Regions from separate parts of the Mus musculus genome. Here region 1 is linked to region 2. A link is a contact called in public HiChIP or PLAC-seq data. All regions are on one chromosome and are shown on one strand. Each heading gives the region's core, a stretch centred on a gene start, on an enhancer-like site or on the middle of the called end of the contact. The rest is flanking DNA. Distances are from core to core; before and after follow the strand shown. Region 1 overlaps Copg2 (coatomer protein complex, subunit gamma 2). Region 2 holds the start of Cep41 (centrosomal protein 41).

Evidence for each region. HiChIP or PLAC-seq counts read pairs in DNA pulled down with a chosen protein or histone mark.
Region 1: a CTCF HiChIP or PLAC-seq map of the NIH/3T3 cell line shows a contact between it and region 2, with 11 read pairs. The contact joins the enhancer-like site here to the promoter of Cep41 in region 2. A contact is called at or near these places in 1 of 39 promoter capture datasets (cranial neural crest), 1 of 15 datasets of contacts at CTCF or cohesin (the NIH/3T3 cell line), 2 of 115 datasets of contacts at active chromatin or transcription factors (the NIH/3T3 cell line and pancreatic cancer cells) and 2 of 9 other capture datasets (adipose tissue and pancreatic islet).

Annotation. Positions count from the first base shown.
Region 1 is chr6:30,831,194-30,834,105 of GRCm38.p6, forward strand. All of the region lies in intron 9 of Copg2 (coatomer protein complex, subunit gamma 2), which reads right to left. Among named protein-coding and RNA genes, the nearest start is that of Gm38781, 54 kb to the right of the region's middle. Within about 2 kb of position 1,643, at least 6 of the 459 cell types and tissues checked have an H3K27ac peak or open chromatin away from gene starts, as enhancers often do.
Region 2 is chr6:30,691,832-30,695,078 of GRCm38.p6, forward strand. It overlaps Cep41 (centrosomal protein 41), which reads right to left and starts at 1,918. Exons shown (of 11, transcript NM_031998.3): 1 at 1,806-1,918. The coding sequence starts at 1,838.

The sequences.
Region 1 (2,912 bases), core at 393-2,892, 140 kb after region 2:
CACCAATGAAATTTTAGATTACCTAATCCTTCTAGAGAGTTTCCCCAATTTCCTATTAGAAGGCCTGCGGACCTTTGTCTGGGCTCATGCTGGTTGTTTCTGCAGAATAAACTCTCTTTGTTTTGCATACTATCTGAGTCTGGGGTCTTCCTTCAGGAATTTTCGGGCTCTTACAATAGTACATGCTAGGGAAGCTGTGGAGCAAGAGGAACACTCCTCCATTGCTGGTCAGAGTGCAGACTTGTACAACCACGTTGGAAATCAATGTGGCAGTTTCTCAGAAAACAGGAAATATTCTATCTTAAGACCCAGGTATATCACTCTTAGGCATATACTTACAAGATGCCCTACTATACCACGGGAACACTTGTTCAACTAGCAGCTTTGTTTGTAATAGCCAGAAACTGGAAACAATCTAGATGTCCCTCAACTAAAGAATGGATAAAGAAAATGTGGTCCATCTACACAATAGAATACTATTTAGCTATTAAAAATAATGAATTCTGCAGGAAAATGGATGGAATTTGAGAATATCATCCTGAGTGAGGTAACCCAGATCCAAAGGACATATATGGCATGTACTCATTTATAAAGTGGATATTAGCCATAAAATACAAGATAAACATGCTACTACACTCCACAGACCCAAAGAAGCTAAATAAGAAGGAAGGTCCAAGTAAGAATGCTTGAATCTCACTTAGAAAGGGGAACAAAAATAGTTGTAGGAGGTAGATAGAGGAAGAGAACTGGGTGGGAGGGGGGCTGGGGAGAGGAATGGTGTAGGGGGAATTCAGGATCAAGTATGGGGAGGAATAGGAGGTGAATGGAATGAATGGAAATCTGCAACTGGTGGTGGTGGGGTATCTCAAGGGCCTGCCAGAGACCGAGGATAGGGGAGGACCCCGAGAATCAATGGGGTGAGCTTAGCTGTGACTCACAGCATTGGGATATGGAACTTCAAGAGGCCACTTCATGTAGCCAGGCAGGAACCCCAGTGGAGTGATAGGGACACCAACCTACTGACAAAACTTTCTAACCAAAATTTATCCTGTCTACAAGAAATGCAGGGACAGAGGATGGAGCAGTGACTGAGCCCTGCCAGGCCTTGGTGGGGACAGTGACATGGTTCCTGCCCCTGGGACAGGGCCCCTGGTGTGAACCTCCAAGAGTGTCCTTGGCTGCTGTGGCTACAAGGAATGTTTGTATAATAATGTACATAATTCAGACTCCCCCCTGTGAATGTGAGTGACTCGGTGATAATTAGAAACAGCAGGAGTCCAGGAGTCGAGGGTGTGCCTATGTCTCAGCAAAATGGTAAACTCTAGGACTTTCAGGACAGCCCTTAAGGTTATAGGAAAGAGCTCTAAATACATGAGTTTGAAAATATATAATTTCTTACCTATGCAAAAATAAGGATACTATATGAATTACATGAGGGGCTTCATGAATATAAAGGAACAAAAGCAGCTATGCCACGAACCGAGTAGTTAGACAATTGCTAAGGAAGAAGAGAGAGAGATTTAGGGAGCAGTGATCACAGGAGATTCCACCCAGCTAAGATTTTTTGTTTATGCTAACAAAGGCAGATAGATTCCTGAGTTCAGGATCAGCCTAGGACAAAGCAAAGTTAGACTCAGTTGTGGTAGAAATGCTAAGTTCAGGGCAGGGTCCCATCCAACTAGCTTATAGTCTGTGCTTAACAAAGGTAGACATAGTTCTGAATTCTTTTTCAATGTTACCTGTCTGTGGGATGATATGTTCTTCTAGCTGGGGTACCTTGTCTGGCCTCAGTGGGAGAGGATGTGCCTAGACTCCCAGAGACTTGATGTGCCAGGGTAGGGGGATATTCAGGGGGGCCTCTACCCTCTCAGATGAGAATGGGGGAGGGGTGTGGAAGGGGGTGACTGGGAGAGGTGGCAGCAATCGTGATGTATCACAAGAAACTATAGGCGCCACTTAAAACACATGAGGATTGAATATGCAAATGATGTTTACTATATATATATATATATATATATATATATATATATATATATATGGTTTTTAAAAAGCAAAGAAATTCTAGAAACAAGTGAAAAAAACCACACTTCATTAGATTTTTTTGTATACAGCAAAGACAAAAGAGGTAAGCTTGTTGTGCTTAGTGTACGCATTAACAAGGCAAGAGAACACTTTGATCATCTCTTAGTGATGTACCTCTAAGTCTTAGAAAAAAACAAAACAAAACAAAACAGAACAAGCCAAACAAAATTAGTAGATAAAAATGAAATAAGGAGCCAGGCAGTGGTGGTGCACGCCTTTAATCCCAGCACTTGGGAGGCAGAGGCAGGTGGATTTCTGAGTTCAAGGCCAGCCTGGTCTACAAGAGTGAGTTCCAGGACAGCCAGGGCTACACAGAGAAACCCTGTCTCAAACAACAACAACAACAACAACAACACAAAAAAGAAAACAAACAAAAACAAAAAAATAAAAAAGCAACAGTTTCACTGATCCTCTTACGGTCTTCATTTTATTAAATTCTACCTTGCTCTATTATTTCTTCTTATTTTATTTTTATTTATATTTTTTTTTTTTATTTATTTATTTATTTATTTATTTATTTATTTATTTAGGTTTTTCAAGGCAGGGTTTCTCTGTGTAGCCCTGGCTGTCCTGGAACTTACTTTGTAGACGAGGCTGGCCTCAAACTCAGAAATCTGCCTGTCTCTGCCTCCCGAGTGCTGGGATTAAAGACGTGCGCCACCACCACCACCACCACCAGGCCAACTGTTGCTTTTTTGAACAGATGAACAAGACTGACAAATGCTTAGACAAAGTGACCAAAAGAAAGACTCAAATTAATAACATTAGAGGTAAAGGGGGTGAAGGAATATTACAACAAACATTCACTGAAATCCAGAGGCTCACTAAGA
Region 2 (3,247 bases), core at 668-3,167:
GGGATGGAAGTCATCTGCCTTGATGCCCTCTCTCAAGGGCGATCATGCTTGATGGTGGGTTTTACACCTAATAGTTCTCTTTCATTCTGCCCCGACTTCCTAGCATCAGTTCAGACATATGGCAACATAACCACCTCATCAATGTCTCCGCTCCTCGACACAGCCTGTCCAACTCCATCCACCACAGTGTGGCTATGATGGTGCCTAAAATGCAAGTCTGAGCACATGACTAAAACTCCTTAGAAGCTTCTTGCGTGCTGACCAGTAGGCAGGATAATGGTATTCCCAATCTTGAACTACCCAGCCCACCCCATCACAGGCATCTAATATTGATATTATTTTAGTTGACAAAACATAATTTATTTCTAGGAAAAAAAGGTTGACATGCACACACTGTGCAATTATTAAGTTAGTAAATATCGTCATTACCTCCCTTGTTGTGAGGAGAGGTTTGGAATGTTCTCTTGGCTAATCTGAGATGTACATTAAATTTATATTTTAGTCACCCTGCTGTGTCATCTCCTGTGCCATCTCAAAAGTTTAGTTCTCCTAACAAACTTTCTACCCTGCGACCAGCATCTCTTTGTCCCAGACGCTATATCCCTAACTTCTGGTGACCATTATTCTAATTTCTACTTCACTGAGTTGGACTTTAGACTCCAAATGTAAGTGACACTGTGTAATATTTACACATCACTATCAAGGTTTAGTAGTGGCGGCACATGCCTTTAAATTCCAGTATCTATGAGGCAGAGGCAGGTGGATCTCTTTAAGTTTGAGGCCAGCCTAGTCCACATAGTGAGTTCCAGGACAGCTGGAGCTACATAGTGAGACTGTCTCAGAGACAACCAACCAACCAAACAACAACAACAAAAAACAACCAAACAAACAAAAAACCCCACCAAAATAACAGACATTACTATCATGGCACTCCAATACACATGCCACAGTTTCCGACACCAGGCATTCAACAAGAAATCCAAGACCTACAACTGGTGTTTGCTATGAAGGTGCAGAAGGCCCCTCTCAAATTGCCTTTTGTTCTGTAGACTCCTACTGGGACTTGGTCGGAGTTGAAGCTCTCCTTGGCTTTACACAGGCTGTTCTAGCAAGCTCTTCACCTGACTCACGAGTGGCCTTGATGGGTTGGGGCCTTTTCAGCTCAAGAACGCCCCTCCTTCTCTCAGCTTGAGTGCTGTCTTTCCTCCTCCATCTCTCTCCCGAAGCTCACCAATTTCCATCACTAGACTGAACTCTACTGTAGAGACTCTGTCGTTCTCTTTGTAGGTCTGGTTACTTGTTTGGTAAGGGTCAAATAACACTGGGTGACATTAAACTGCTACAAATGCACAAGGGCACTGAGGGTAAAGGAGAACAAAGGGCCCTATTTTGCTCCCTTTGCAAGGGCGGCTTGGCCTGGGGTACCCCAACTCAGAAGTGATGGGCCCCTTCACCTCCTTCCATGTTTTGGGGGTCTTTGATTTTTACTTTGTTTGCAGGTGTCACTCCTAGACTGTAAACTCTTTGAGGGCAGGGGCTGTGTCTTTATGTACTTGGCTCCTCCAAGCCTCGAACGTCGGTGTCCGGTGGGTCTTTGTGGGGCGAGCACGCCCGGCACCGGCGGGTGCCACTGACGTGGAGCCTCGGCCTGCCCCGCCCCAGGCCCTGCGCTCGGCCCCCTCCTCACGCTGGCCACTTCCCGCCTTCCGGGCGGCGGAAGTGGCCGGCTGTTCGTCCCTGCCCACGTGGCGCCTTTTCCGGTGCGCCCGCCCCCTCCGGCTCTCGGGTCCGGACCTGGCCCTCACCTCAGGATTCCCAATGTGCCTCCGGGCAGACATATTTGCTCCAACCGACCACGCTCGGGGTTCTAGCCTCACGTCTGGCTACTAATCTAGCTTCCTACCCCCCTCCAGCCCCCACTCAGCCGCCTCCCTGTAACCTCTCTTCCGATTGGCTCGGCTGCCCAGGCCAGCCAATAGAAGCTCCGTTTACTGCTTCGGCCCGGGCGGGGAGAGCAAAAAAAGCTGCTCAATGGTTGCCAAGGGCAACGCGGGACGCCCGCTAGCGCAGCTTGGATCCTGGCGCCCAGCTCCTGCCTGAGCGCGGGAAGGAAGGGGGAGGGGCTCCGGCGCCTGCGCAGACCTGAGAAGGGGGGGGGGGGGAGGGTCTGGCCTCAGGCTGGAGAGAGAACACAAATTCACCACAGGTCCCCCCAACCCTTTGTAAAGTCTTTCTAACCAAACATCGGGGCTACTTCTTCCACGGCAAAGGACATGATTTGGGCCAGGGATGTTCAACTGGAACGAGAGTGCATAGTTTATTATGTTCAGGTCTTAAGTTATTATGCAAATTATGCAAAATATCATAAGTAAACACAGTAATTATTGTTGCTCTAAAAGCTTTTAGTCTAGCGAAAGAACAGCAACCTTAATTGCAAAGAGCACACACCGTTCAGTGGTTCATCATTCATTTAACAAGTATTTAATAAGCACCTTATGAAGAAAGCGGCAGTATGTTTTGTGGAGGATGGGAAAGATGACTAAAATCCGATCCCGTTGTCATGGAAACCATTGTAACTCCTGCCACCAACCACCACCTGTTCTCATTCCAGATCTGAAAATTAAGTCCTAGCACCTTTACAAAACAATTACCCACACAGTTTGACTTGGCTCCTAAATGTCCCACCAAATCCATCAAAATTACTATTTCATTTTACAGGGAAGAAACAGCACAGTAACCCTTTGTCCTGTGCTCTAAGTCGTTTTTTTTTCCAGGAATAGAGAAAGGTTCCATTGGTTTGTTCATACTGGCTAGCTCTGTGTTAATAACAACATCCATGTGAACTATGGCAGGGTCTACGCAGATGACCTAGTCAACAACGTGGTCTCTCATACCCTGTCGTGCCTCATAGCAACTTCAGGAACCTGCTCTTAGGGCCGTATCTTGGATCAAGTCATTCAGACTGGACCTCCAGGATCTTGGACTATTGTCCTAACTGCCCCTTGTACTGTGTTTAGTGTTTAATACCTACCAAGGTTTATCTTAAATCCCTTTACCATGTCTAGTCTTTAACCCTTCTAAAATTCCCACTCATCATTCTATTAGAATGAAGGATTGGGGGCTGCAAAGGTTAGAAGGGAGTAGATAGGGTGTATTTATCACATCTTTGCATAGCGAACCCCTGTGCAGCTTGGAGTTGGAGTAACTCTAGCTTTAATTTTTTTTTCAAATCCTATTATTAACGATG